Regions from separate parts of the Mus musculus genome. Here all the other regions are linked to region 2. Evidence: chromatin contacts called from public Hi-C and HiCAR-type data. All regions are on one chromosome and are shown on one strand. The core of a region is the stretch at or near the end of the contact, and the rest is flanking DNA. Distances in the headings are between cores, read along the strand shown.

Evidence for each region. Hi-C and Micro-C count contacts between places; a contact is called where the count stands out from the background. HiCAR-type assays count read pairs that join an accessible place to other places.
Region 1: a HiCAR-type map of fibro-adipogenic progenitors shows a contact between it and region 2, with 8 times the contacts expected there. The contact joins two enhancer-like sites. A contact is called at or near these places in 2 of 15 datasets of contacts at CTCF or cohesin (both in the NIH/3T3 cell line), 2 of 484 Hi-C or Micro-C datasets (3T3-L1-derived adipocytes and adipose-derived mesenchymal stem cells) and 2 of 115 datasets of contacts at active chromatin or transcription factors (astrocytes and fibro-adipogenic progenitors).
Region 3: a contact with region 2 is called in a Hi-C map of cerebellar granule neurons, with 2.6 times the contacts expected there. The contact joins two enhancer-like sites. A contact is called at or near these places in 2 of 15 datasets of contacts at CTCF or cohesin (both in the NIH/3T3 cell line), 1 of 484 Hi-C or Micro-C datasets (cerebellar granule neurons) and 3 of 115 datasets of contacts at active chromatin or transcription factors (the NIH/3T3 cell line, astrocytes and embryonic fibroblasts).

The regions. Positions count from the first base shown.
Region 1 is chr4:64,592,745-64,597,101 of GRCm38.p6, reverse strand. No RefSeq gene overlaps it. Among named protein-coding and RNA genes, the nearest start is that of Gm23950, 150 kb to the right of the region's middle. Within about 2 kb of position 1,686, at least 35 of the 459 cell types and tissues checked have an H3K27ac peak or open chromatin away from gene starts, as enhancers often do. A contact at or near this core is called in fibro-adipogenic progenitors, where this site is marked.
Region 2 is chr4:65,585,737-65,590,296 of GRCm38.p6, reverse strand. All of the region lies in intron 16 of Astn2 (astrotactin 2), which reads left to right. Among named protein-coding and RNA genes, the nearest start is that of Trim32, 17 kb to the left of the region's middle. Within about 2 kb of position 3,171, at least 14 of the 459 cell types and tissues checked have an H3K27ac peak or open chromatin away from gene starts, as enhancers often do. A contact at or near this core is called in cerebellar granule neurons and fibro-adipogenic progenitors, where this site is marked.
Region 3 is chr4:64,638,321-64,642,316 of GRCm38.p6, reverse strand. No RefSeq gene overlaps it. Among named protein-coding and RNA genes, the nearest start is that of Gm23950, 200 kb to the right of the region's middle. Within about 2 kb of position 2,091, at least 7 of the 459 cell types and tissues checked have an H3K27ac peak or open chromatin away from gene starts, as enhancers often do. A contact at or near this core is called in cerebellar granule neurons, where this site is marked.

The DNA of each region.
Region 1 (4,357 bases), core at 437-2,936, 990 kb after region 2:
TGACAACTTAAAAGGAGGGATTTATTTATCTCACAGCTGCAAAGGCTTTGACCCATAACTTTCTGTTTTTCTGTGTTATGAGCATGTCCTAAGGGCAGAGAAGGCATTAAAGACTGGAGGTACACACCTCTTGGCACCCAGGAATCAGAGCAAAAGACAGAAAAACTGGGACAGCATATATCCTTCAAAGATACCTACTTCACCCAACTGTGTCTCATCTCTGAAATTTCTGACACCTTCTCATGATTCCACAAAATAAACAAAGTAATTCACTGGTTGCGTTGGAGCCCTAGTGATGCAATAACTTCCCAACGATCCATTGTCTGGCAGACATGCCTTTAACACTTGAGGTTTTGAAGGACATTTCAGATAGAAACCATAACTGGTTCTCTGTTGCCTGTGGGGACAGTCAAGTTTACTAAACCTGGAACTCCCAAGTGTTTTTCATGTTCTATTGCTTCAGTGTACTCACTGCCCCTGTTATATTAATGATAACCATAAACATGCCTGAGGCAGCTGCCACTAACTGCTTTCCTACAGCTACATTGTGAGGTCTGTATTTTGGCCTTTGGTTTTGTCTATGAGAAACACAGTTTTTGTCCATACCACAGTGTAAGTTTGAGAGGCTCCATGAGCCTCTGTCACACTCTGTCACACCCCCTGGCACATGTCATGCCTTCCTCTGATGGCAGAGAGGACTTGGGTGTAACTGACCATTATATTATTGACTGCATAACAGAAATTCAGATAATTTCAGTAATAAGGCAAGCGTGCAATCTTTTCAATTTTGGAGTTAGATGGTTACAATCACTTGGTCACTCAATAACGTCATTAAAAACTTAGGTTTTTCCTGTCTCCCCCATCGTCCCACTTAGTATAACTTCCTCAAGTAGATTTAAAACATCTATAAAAACTCTGTGGGTAACATGTTGATACCATCAGTGGCTGATAAGAAATTTGGTGGGTTTTATTTCTTCTTAAGAGCAAGGAAACCTTCACTGAAATCTGCCTATTAGTTCTTCTTGTATGTACTTTTGTCCAAAATTATGTTATGTGCCTGTTCCTAAACCAGTCACTGGCAAGGGTAACACAATATCTGTGCCTGGATCACAACAGTATTCCCTCTAATGGAGGGTGTACCCACGCAAAAATCAAAGGGGACTTAGTTTGAAGAAATGGTGAAAATGAGGGGCTATGGTAGGCTGAGCTTCTAACCTTTTTTCAATAAGCCACATCCTTTCCATTTATACAATAATTAATTATTTCTCTGTCTAGTTTCCCTTATTAAATTCAAACCTCCTGGAAGATGGGCTTTTGCTTGATGATGAAAGTTATGTTTCAGATTTCAATACACCTGTTTTGAAATTGAAGCAACAAACTCATACCAGGAGTTTAGCCCGAATTTTCTTGATTTCAACACTCAAAGCCCCATCTACACCCTCAGAAACCCTGAGCAAACCAGCACAATTGGTCACTTCTGTTGAAATCGCATGTGTGCCCGTTAATGCAAATGCTGGGAGTCTACTCACTTAATCCCCCAGTGTTTCATTCAAGAACTACTTCTTGAATGTCCATCGAACACGTGCCAAGCACTATTCAGAAAGTTCTTGTTTTTCTGAACATTCTGACATTGCATTAGCTCTCTCATTTCCCACAATCATGCTGAAAGTGCCCTTGGATGGCCTTGTACATGACCTTCTTCCTGCACCCCATCACTCACAAGCAACGTCAGAGGAAGCCTAGCCACCTGACGAATGGTGCTTGGGAAATCCCCAGGAGTTTTCAGACGCTGTTGCTGGCCTGAAAACCAAAACACCCATAAAAACAGCCAAGGGTCCTGATCTGCTCAGAGAACATGCTGTTCTCTCCTGTTTGTAAGACCATTTCTTGGACAAGCAGCTGCTCTGTTTGCTATATTTGCTGGACTTTTGGCCCTACACAGTCACTATGAGGCAAGGCACATCTCAGACAACGAGCCAGGGAAATGAGGTAATTGTGGCTTTCGATGAATGCTATTTCTGTCTCCTAGGCAATGCTGGCTGGGATATGGAGAACAAGAGGTAGTGTATGTGACACGTTATGGTTCTCTCCACTAAATGGAGATAGATAACACAGGAGTGTGAAAGTCCCCCCTACTAGCCAATTCTCTGAATGATGAATAAATGCAAAGAGGCAACCCTGTTCTCAGTCAAGACCTGCTCCAAGAGGAATATTTCCTTCCCACTGCAGACACTGAGTACAGTGGCCAAAGTGATTCTTTGTAGATTTGACTTCATATAGCCTTATGGAATCTAATCTATGAACCAATCATGGTGTTGGTGTGTGTGTGTGTGTGTGTGTGTGTGTGTGTGCGTGTGCATGCTTTATAAGACCTTTCATAAACAAGAACCAATTATACTGACAGTAAAAAACAGCAAACTGTAAGTCAACATGAAAGAAACCCTGATCACATAAGTGCTATATAAAGGCATGTGTGAGATAAAGTATCTTCCTTACAGCTAGAGATAGTTATATCATTTCTAGGAACTCAATCTGGTACTTCCACAAGTATCAGGTACACACTTGGTATATAGACATTATATGCAAGCAAAACAGGAAATAAACACAAAATAAACAGTAAGTAAACATTTAAAAACAGAAATTTGTCTAGTATGAACTTTCCACAATCTATGGGATCATACATGAGTTAAGAATTATAAAAGGTAGGATTTTGGAATCAGAGTTCTACTGAAGGCTATTGTATTTTCATCTTGGAGACCTTTGGCATCCATTTAATCTTTTCTAGCTTTTTTATGAGCAAACTGGAGATGGATGCTATATGTGACTTTTCACACAGAACTATGAGAAACAAAGCATATGAAGACCATAGCAGAGTGGCTGATGGTCAATACATACAAGCTCTGTAATTGATCATTGCGCATTATAATTGGAAGTTACTATTTATAGACTATCAGCTACTGAGAAGCCTTTTATACTCTATCCTTAAGGAGTAAACTAATCTAGAAACCACTGGTTTCAAATCAGATACTCCTATATTTATAAACATGTCTGCAGGTTGGTTCATAGTGTTATTGCACAACAGTCTTTGTTATCCTGGGAAAGTAACAGTACTGTGTATTATGTACTATTCAGAAAACCTAGTGAAATTTCCTAGCTTCAATTGTGCCTGCAGTTTAGACTTGAGTTCCTTGCTCTGCTTTCTGTATGCCCTGACTTCTATATGTTCCTCTTTACCTACCTTCATTGTTGTTTTTTTTCTTTTCTTTTCATTGCTGAGCAATATAATTCTCTCTTTTACCATCTAGCCTCTAACTTGCCCTAAAGGCATCTTTCATCTTCCACTAAAAGCAACCACTCAAACTATTTTGATTGACAAAGCAATTCATACCTTGGGGAAATTTTTGTGTTATCAATTAGGTTAACACACACAGTATTTTCTTTTCCAGTTAACTTAGAAACATAAGTGTAATCTTGAAGGCAAGGAAACCACATTTGAAGATATGTATGGACATTAAACAGGGTTCCATCAAACACACATTATTTGAGCAGGAAGTTAAGCAATGTGACAGTTAGGTCCTCAGCCTAAGTTCACCACCCTCCTCTGTAACTTTTCAGATTATCGTGAGTTAGAATCACTTAAACAAGGTCCCAGCACACCAGAGAGAACATTAGCCACTAACAAAATCTGAGTAGTTGAAAACCAGTGAAGGTCTTGTGTAGGGTAAAGATGAGAAGTATTTTAGACATTTACTCTGGGTTTAAAATCATAATGTGTGTTTATTTAAACAATAGAAAAAAAGTAACTAAGGTAATCACTGCTAAGAAAGTAGAACCCCAATCATAGAGCAGATATTCTGTCACACAAAAGCCTCATTATGAAATACTGAGAAAGTGGTCTATGCAATTACTGTAAACTCTTATGGGTATGCTTTTATAATTGGAAGGAGTAGTCCAGAAATGGAAGACAACCCATGTTGTTATTTTAGAAAGTGATTTTATATGAGTACATACTTTATACCCAGAGGATCTAAAACCAAAACTCTAGAAAAGCACCAGCTGAGAACCACAATGCCAGTGTATGCCTGGCATTAGCCAGAGCTGTAATTCAATGTCTCCCAGAGTCTGGATCATCTGACCTACCACTAACCCAGAGTAAGTTTCTGGATCATCTTGAGTCTCCATTATCCTCATTATTTTGAAATTTCTATACATTATCTCCCCAAGAAGATGTTTTTGTACTGCTAAATATCTCTAGCCCGCCCATCCACTCCATTTCATCTTTTGCCTTAATATCCCAATTCATTCTTCAAATGTAGATCTGCATACATAGTACCTAGGAGTCATTAAATTACAGATT
Region 2 (4,560 bases), core at 1,922-4,421:
ATGGGTCTCTAAGGAAATGCTATTTTGAACTGTTATTGTTGCAGTAATTTTTACTCACGCTCCCTTGAGCCAAAGATCTCTCTCTCTCTCTCTCTCTCTCTCTCTCTCTCTCTCTCTCTCTCTCTCTCTCTCTCTCTCTCTCTCTCTCTCTCTCTCTCTTTTTCTCTGCTCCTCTTTAGTGCCCAGCAAGCTGCACTCTGTAACCACAGTTTTTTTCTGGGAAAAAGCATCCTGGGAGCAAACATCTTAAGTAGACACTAGAGGGCAGCAGGAGCTCACACATGATGTAGCTCTCAGCCTTTGACTAGTTGCACCCTTACCTTGTCTCAAGTGGCAGAAATGAATATTAGGAGCAGATGTTGACTGGTTCCTGCCTCTGGCCAAAACATTAGCCAGCAGTTAGCTGCTGGGCAGTGCCCACAGAGAGTTTGACCTTCCTCAGAAGAAAACTTCTTTCTCTGGAAGACAGGTGCCTTCTTCTAGGTTATGCTTGATTACTCTAAGCCTATAAAAGACAGCAACAAGTGCTGTTTTTGCATGATGGGATCATAGGCAGTCATAGGTATGAGCGTCTCTCATTTGATTTTCAGAACACTTGGATGAGAAATTAGAGTCTGCGTTTTACTAACATTGGGGAAGTGAAATGACTTGCCAGTAATTTTATTTGAAGTAGTTGGATTCAGTAGGTGTAGAATTGTGCTCAGTCCATGCCTGATCTCCTCAATGGGCAGAAAGAAAGCAGTTTCAGAGAAGTTCCTTATTGTTATAGCACCAAGCAGGTGTCAAGAAGAGACTTAGTGATTCATATTTGCTTCAGAAATGAGAAATGCTGGATGGAAGCCAAGAAGAGTCAAAGGGAATGGATTTGATGACACCTTTGACACACTTGTCATGGATACTCTTCTGTGAACCCTCTAGATAATAATAATAAAGCATAAGAACTATTATTATTAACATTTCAAAGCTGAGAAAATAGCATATTAGAGAGGTAAATAACTGATCAAAGTTTCCAAACTAGAAAACGGGAGCTGAATTCAAATTCAGAAAAGCCATTCTGTTGTAGCTGCCCTACTGCCTGTGCCTACACTGAGACGCTGCCAAGATGGCTTCGAGGAGAGGATCATTTGTGTGTCTACCTTGTAAACCTACAAAGTAGGTCTTCTTTTTCAGGGGCTCTACCATGCTGTTTCTATTTCTGTTTCCCAATTGTGCATACACATGGCACAAAGCACAGATACACATTTTATGAAAACCCACTCCATAATGCCCTACAGTCTCCGGGATGGAGTTTTACCTAGCTAGTTCGATAGCTTTAGCATATTAAGCAGGGGGCAGGCTTGGATATTGCTAGGCATTCAAATAGCATATCCTCTTAGTTTAAGTCTGACGCTTAGGTTGAGAATTGCCACAGTTTGGATGGCTGTCCATGTTGGCATGGCAGATAAGTTACAAATGTGGCAAGTACTGTCACAATTAGGATTTCCATTGACAGTAGAAACTGAAAGAAGTCGGTAAATGTGAGTGTGTGCGCGTGCATGCGTGCGTGCATGTGTGTGTGTGTGTGTGTGTGTGTGTGTGTGTGTGTGTGAGTGTGTGTGTGTGTGTACTGGTTTCCATACTTCTTTTAAAGTATTTAATGTGGTCAGTCACAAATCACTTAAGATCACATCTACTTGGCTATCATTTTGCACTGCTAACATGCTTTCAAGTACAGCTATACAGTCTATCTGCTATATATAACCTGACAAGTCAAATGCCCTTGCCCCTCTCAGTGGTGGCCTTGAGAGTGGGCACCGCTGACCTTCACTGGAATTCTAACCTCTTACTCTTCTACCTCCATGATCAAAACAGAAGAGAAAACTAAGGACGGCGATGGTCAGACTTTGTTTGACTCTGCCCTTTCCAGTTCCAACAGTTTTTTTTTTTTTTTTTTTAAGGAGCCCCTTTGTCATGGGTAAGTGTCTCTGCTGTGATGCCCAGTGTTAAAGATTTCTCTTCAGACTAGGGACATTGTGATTTCTCTTTGGCTGGTTGATGCAGATCCACCTTTGTTACTGGTTTTCTGGTTGGTTGTTTCATTTTAGAGGCTCTTAGGGAAGATTCAAAAAGCTTGGATGCTGTCCTTTCCTTTTGTCCATGGAAAACACAAGCAGTGTTTCAGGATCCCTGAATCCTCTGGGTGTCTCTGCCAATCCCTTTCTGCTCTTCTAACACAGGCCATTAGCATTGCTGCAGGCAAAGGTAAAGCCTGGCCTACTGTTCTTCCCACTTTCTGACAACAGGTACCAAATTCTCTAAGTAGCACTCCAAGAGATCCTTCACAGAATGTTGGGGTAGAAGTCATAGGACTTGTATGTCTGTCCTAAGATGCTAGAGACTCCAAACATGGTAATAGTTAATAGTTCTCTCAATGAAAATCTTCCTTTATGCTTTCTGGGATTTTCAGAGTTATAAACCTAATTAGAATTCATTTTTAAGTTCTGTGTCTATGGGCTTGATGTTGGGATCTCCCTTCGGTTACGTCTTGCTGTATCAATAGAAATTTCAATGTTAACATCCGGTTACAACAGCAACAATATAATTATAGCAAGCGCAGCAGCAGCAGCAAACAAGAGCAGCTCATATTGACTGAGGGAGTAGCCTGTGCCAGGTACCTCATTTAATCCTCACATGGACTTTTAGTTTATACTGTCACATATCAAGGACACGCTGAGGACCATGGGCTGAGTTAGGCTGAAACGTTCACAATGAACCATGAAGCAGACTAGACTCCAATGGCCACATTTCAGATGAGTATTTTTCCTTTGTTTCAGATTTCTGTGTGGTGTGGGCCTTGGATTAAACTGCTTCTCTCCAACAGGACACAATAACGCCTCCTAAGAGATGATTCCATTTCAGCAATTCCTGGGAGGCCACTGCTGTAAGCAAGGCCACTGTTGTAAGAAAGGCCACTCTTTATGATGTAAAAGTCTCACCCTTTTTCCTCCTCTTTTCATGTTTCTAATTTGAGCCCCCGTCATCCCCACGGAGCCTTTAAATGCCTCAAGTAAGAGCCCATTGCCAAAGCAAAGCTTGTCTGACTAGGAAGTCCTGCACCATTGCCTAGTCCTGAACAAACACCCGCGCAGCCCTGGCTCTCCCAGAAGTCCTCAGTCTGATGCCTTTGTTTTGTTTTCTGGATAAGGGCAAATGGTGCCATCACCTCCTGCCGAAAAGCTCTGGCTGCTCTCCCAACAAGGAGTTGTCATTTCAACTAAAGCTTTTTTTTTTTTTTTTTTTTTTTTTCTTTTGGTGGCAACAAAATAATACCCAGCAGGAATTTGGGAGGAGAAAAAAGAGAGTTCATTTGGCAGGTTCTCAAATGAATGGGTTGTAGTGTCATTGGAACTGAACCGGGCTTGAAACCAGACATGATCCTATTTTGGAAGCATTATTCAGAGGGATGGGAAATGTGAACAGAGGATAAGTCTCTTCAAAAATGCTCTTTATCTTTTTCCCGTTAAAGATAGACAGCCTGTTTTTCCTCAGCTCTCCTATCCTTGCCATGCAGAGGCCCACATGCAAAGCTAGAGGAGGTCAGAACACATAGAAAGTTAATCATGCTTTACCTGCTCACTTTCCTTAGAAAAGGGGAATCGTTCTTTGGGAAGAGATCATATCTCTACTGAATTCTTAATTACTTCTCATGCTTCTGACTCCAAGTCCTCACTCTTGCATTCATTGCTGCTCTGAAAATCTAGCCAGTGGCTTGGGCATACAGGCATACTAGGTATGCAACAAACATTTATTGAAAATACTTTTGAAGCCAGGCCTAATGGTAAAGAACCTTAATCCCAAGTATTTAAAGGTCTAAAATGGCAGGATTGGAATATTCAGGCCTTTCTGGATTACAAAGTAAGTTCGAGGCAAACTTGTGTAACTTGTGAGACTCAAGCTCAAAACACAAATTAAAAGGAAAAAGAAAAGCCCAGTGGCGGTGGTGGTGGTGGCATATATGGTGGTGGCAGTTGTGCACGCCTTTAATCCTACCACTTAGGGGGCAGAGGAAGTTAGCTCTCTGAGTGCAAGATGGGCCTGGTCTACGGAGTGAATTCCAGGACAACCAGGGTTATACAGAGAAACCCTGTCTCAAAAACAAACAAACAAACAAACAAACAAACATATAATCAATCAAACAAAGAGTGCTTGGGGTATATAGTTCAGTGGCAGAGTACTTGCTTACCATGAGGAAGGACCTTTAGATTAATCCCTAGACCTGGAGGCAGAGGGTAGGAGGGAGTGTGCTTAAAATCTTATCATGGATCATGAACTATGTGAGGTGGATCTGGAACATCAGCAAAAATTGATCCTGTATTTTCATTCCTGGACTTTACATTTTTGAGACAGAGGTTACAGAAGTCAGGGTGCAATACGAATCTGTAAAAAGAAACCTTAATATACATTAAAGGTATAGGAAGTTTGGGGAGATTTTTCTGAGGAATTAACATTTGAACTAAGATGTGGGTCATGAATAGAAGTCACCCGGGAGGAGATGGAAGGGAAGCATTTTGTAGGGAGACT
Region 3 (3,996 bases), core at 842-3,341, 950 kb after region 2:
AATACCTTATTTTACTCCCAGAAAACCCATTCAGAAACAAAACAAACAACAACAATAGCAACAACAACAATAACAAAAATTATCATCAACAATTTGTTACAAAAAACAGGCCAAGAATAAAAATGGTCATTATCTTTATATTTGTGACCTACTAATGTAGATAATTCAGTTGCTGAATGGAGCTCCATGGATGTGTAAGGCTTTGCATTGCTTCTTCTTTTGTGATCAGGTTACATCTTACCTTGTAATTTAAGCATGTAAAGCAATAGTATTTCCTATGGTATAGTACTCATAGATAAGAAAGAAGAGGAAGCAAAGACATTTATGTAATATAATTCTCTCACATATATTCATAACAAGTATCTTCACAGAAAAATAAGGAGAGTGTACATATGATACTACTTAGAGTTTGCATTTTTGTGTCTGGTCACATTGTATTCATGAATATCCTTCTTTTACCACTCACTTCCCTTACATGATAGTAAATGGCTCTTTTCCTAGTGAGATATTTAAATCTTTACTTATACATGCTGTAATTCATTATTAAGCCTACCTAAACTGAACTTTATAATTTTCCATTGGTTTTAGTTACAGAGCATGACAGTATTGAGTTACCCCAGAGAATCTTTATCATGGAGCCGAAGTTCAATTTCTCTTGATAGTCAGAATCAAACACCATAGGCAAAAATGTCAGATCACCACTTTGGAAAGACATCTGATATTAGAGAGTTGGTCTATGTGGTTAAAAAAAAATTCAATCAATGTAAGTCCCTTACAATATTTCTTTTTGAGTGAAGTGTGTGTCTAACATTGACTATAGACATGACATTTTCTAACTCCATGGATGGTGGCAGAATAATTCCACATAGACAAGGCAGAGAGCCATTTATAGCAGATTTCTGATCTAAGAAGGTCAAAATATTGCCATTTCTGTGGCAGAAATAGTCCAATATAAACAACCTTCCACCAGGTAGCTAGCTAACCCTTGTAATGAATGATGCTATATTGGTATTAAGAGTTGTTCTATCCTACTAGAGACTGAGCACTCAACTGCATGCCCAGCCCAAATCTCCCTTGCTGAATGGAAGCCTTGTTGTTGAACCCATGCATAACCTCTATCCTGTCATCACAGCTACTTTGTTCACAGCCTATTAGTGATGACAGCAGTGGCTTGGGAAAGATGCTGAGCACTAGCCACAGAATGGGTCATTCTATCCACTTGATTATTAGAATTCTCCTACACTGAGGTCACATTTTGGTTAACATTCACATGGAATGTTCTTCCTTGTTGTTCACTCAAAGAAGTCTATCTATAAACCGCTTCCTCAAATTCTAAGTCATACATTTTTCACTTGCATTCCTTAAAATAATCCATGGTCATCACCCAAGACATTGGCTATAACATTTACGTTAGTATATCATTATAACTCTGACCATTTCTCCTTTACATGTAGCATGAACAACCAAGTATATTATCATAAATCAGTTCACCAGGGGAACTTTAATATACCTTTCCTCTTCAAGAATGTCTAAGAAGGGCTGTTGTGCTCTGTTTATTTTTTTTTAATGTTGAGTTTTAACATCACACAGAACAATATATGAAAGAAGAGTCAACTTATAGTGAACTTCCTCATTAGACTATAGTTGTGAGCTGGGGGAAAGAAGAGAGAAAACACTTCTCTCTGGTGCACACTGTTTACATTTTACCTTAATTTCATATAAAATGCTTACAAGTTCAGGTATATTCAGCCCTTTCAATTTCCAATTGATAGCAGAATACTTCTGCCAATGTTCAGTTCTATAACTTGGTAGATTATTTATATAGTTCATGATGGAGAACTGGTTTTGTGTTATCTTGGTAGCTTGTGTTAAATATTCTCTTATTATGACATAGAATTTGAGGAAGTGGTTTATCCATCCACAGTTGCAAAGTTGTTTCTCTAAAGAAAAGAAGTTATCTACAGATAATAGCAAAGATCGGCTCCAAAATCCAAAGGGCAGCGATGATGATTCATTTATATAGAACTGCCAAAGGTTCCAGATGGTGTACCTATCTGCCATCAACATTTCAAGCACCATTGAATCTGCTGGACCCTGTAGCAGAAGAGGCAGAGGCCCTTTCATAGAAACCTTAATCTGCTACAGAACACCCTCATCCCTTGTGTGGTTTTTTATGAACTCAACTCAAGTTAGAAATTTCAGGTGTTCTAAGACTCTAAAGGAGTAGAAGTAACGCCTAGTAGATAAGGAACAAATGACAGATTAAGCAGTGTTTCATGTTCTTCAGTTTAGAAGACTGTGTTTCCAGTCAAAAATTCCTATAACCATAGAAAATCTCACTGAGGTAAAAGAATTAAAATTTTGTTGTACTTCTTCCCATCTTGTAACATGCAAATATCTTACAAGGTCTATAGAACATGTGAGATGCTTGTATGATACCTCACCGAAGTTGCAAAGATTCCTGTAAACGAAATTATAATAGTGGTAATGGGGTATATGCTTTGGGATAAAATAGGGAATGTCTATCCTGATTCCTTTCAAGCTACAATCAAAATGATTCTAGTGAACTTTATTAAAAGTCATGAAGAGGAAATATGATAATTTCCTAAAACAATGAAGTCTTAACTGGTATAACACCTATAACTGAAGCCAATACATATTCCATATTACATTATTTCATTATCATATATTAAGATCCATCCATCCTAAGACTTGAACCTTTATTCACATTGATGGTAGGTATTTTAGAATCACTGCTTAAGCTGGGAAGTGGAGGCACAAGCTTTTTATCCCAGCACTCAGGAGGCAGAAGCAGGCAGATTTTTGAGTTCAAAGCCAGCCTGATCTACAAAGTGAGTTCCAGAACAGCCAGGGCTATACAGAGAAACCCTGTCTCGAAAAAAAAAAAAAATCCATCCATTCTTGTCACCAGCCAAGTAAGCAAGTCAATATGGGTTCTGAGAGAACTAATCCACACTACTACTAATCCTGCCTTTTTCAATTTAGTGTTGACATAGTCTCTGAATCCATTTGGTAGTGCTGCATTGTTTTAAGATAACTATTTTACCAATTAAAGGTAAGTCTGATAGCTAGCACTAAATGTTTTAAAGCACAATAACTTCCACACCACAGTTCAGGGGCACTGTAGAGATTCTGTCATGGTTGATATACATGGATTCTGGTTAGACATCCTGTAACTACAATTCCAGAGCATAAGGATGAATTAAAAAACACTGTAGATGTATGATGAGACAGGCTCAAGCCAAAACATCATAGATCAAATGATCTATGTATGTTCCTCCTATTGCTAGATGACTATAATTTTGTTCTGGGATTGCTGTCACTTTGAAGATCATCTCTAGTCGCCTTTGGAAAGCTCATTATTTATTTTTCTCCCTGTGTTAGTGGCTACTGTTTAGTTTTCTCCATCATACTAATTCCAATTCTGTAAGGTAAGGAGCAATTGGTCTTTTTGAGAAAGATTATGAAAACTATTACGAAGTCCATTTTATCAGTGTCCTAAAGATCTTCCTTAAGACTTTAGCTGCAGTTTCTCATGGTCTTAAAATTGATGGAGGAGCTAAGAGAGTCTGTTTTTATGACTCCATTTAGATGTTTGTTCAATAGAACTAAACATCTTCTGTTTATACAGATAAATTAACAAGTTGATATGATAGCTATATTTTTAATACCAAGAACAGAGCACTCAATAAGTAGTCACTGCTGTGAGCTAGACATGTGAGAGTATGATGATTGTTGCTTTGACTTTGATGTGCACTCTAGTAATCACATCTACAATTTCAATTAGTGACACACTTATCATTGCAACGTTTGTTCTACCAAAAAAACATTGCAAGGATGATTGATAACATTGGGACTTTGCTCAAGTTTATTTCTCACAGTTGTGTTAAAAGACTTGTCTTTAGGTCCCTCCTAAGTTAATGAACAATAAATGACAAATCTAAACCAACATTCTGATCTACCAAAACCTCAATC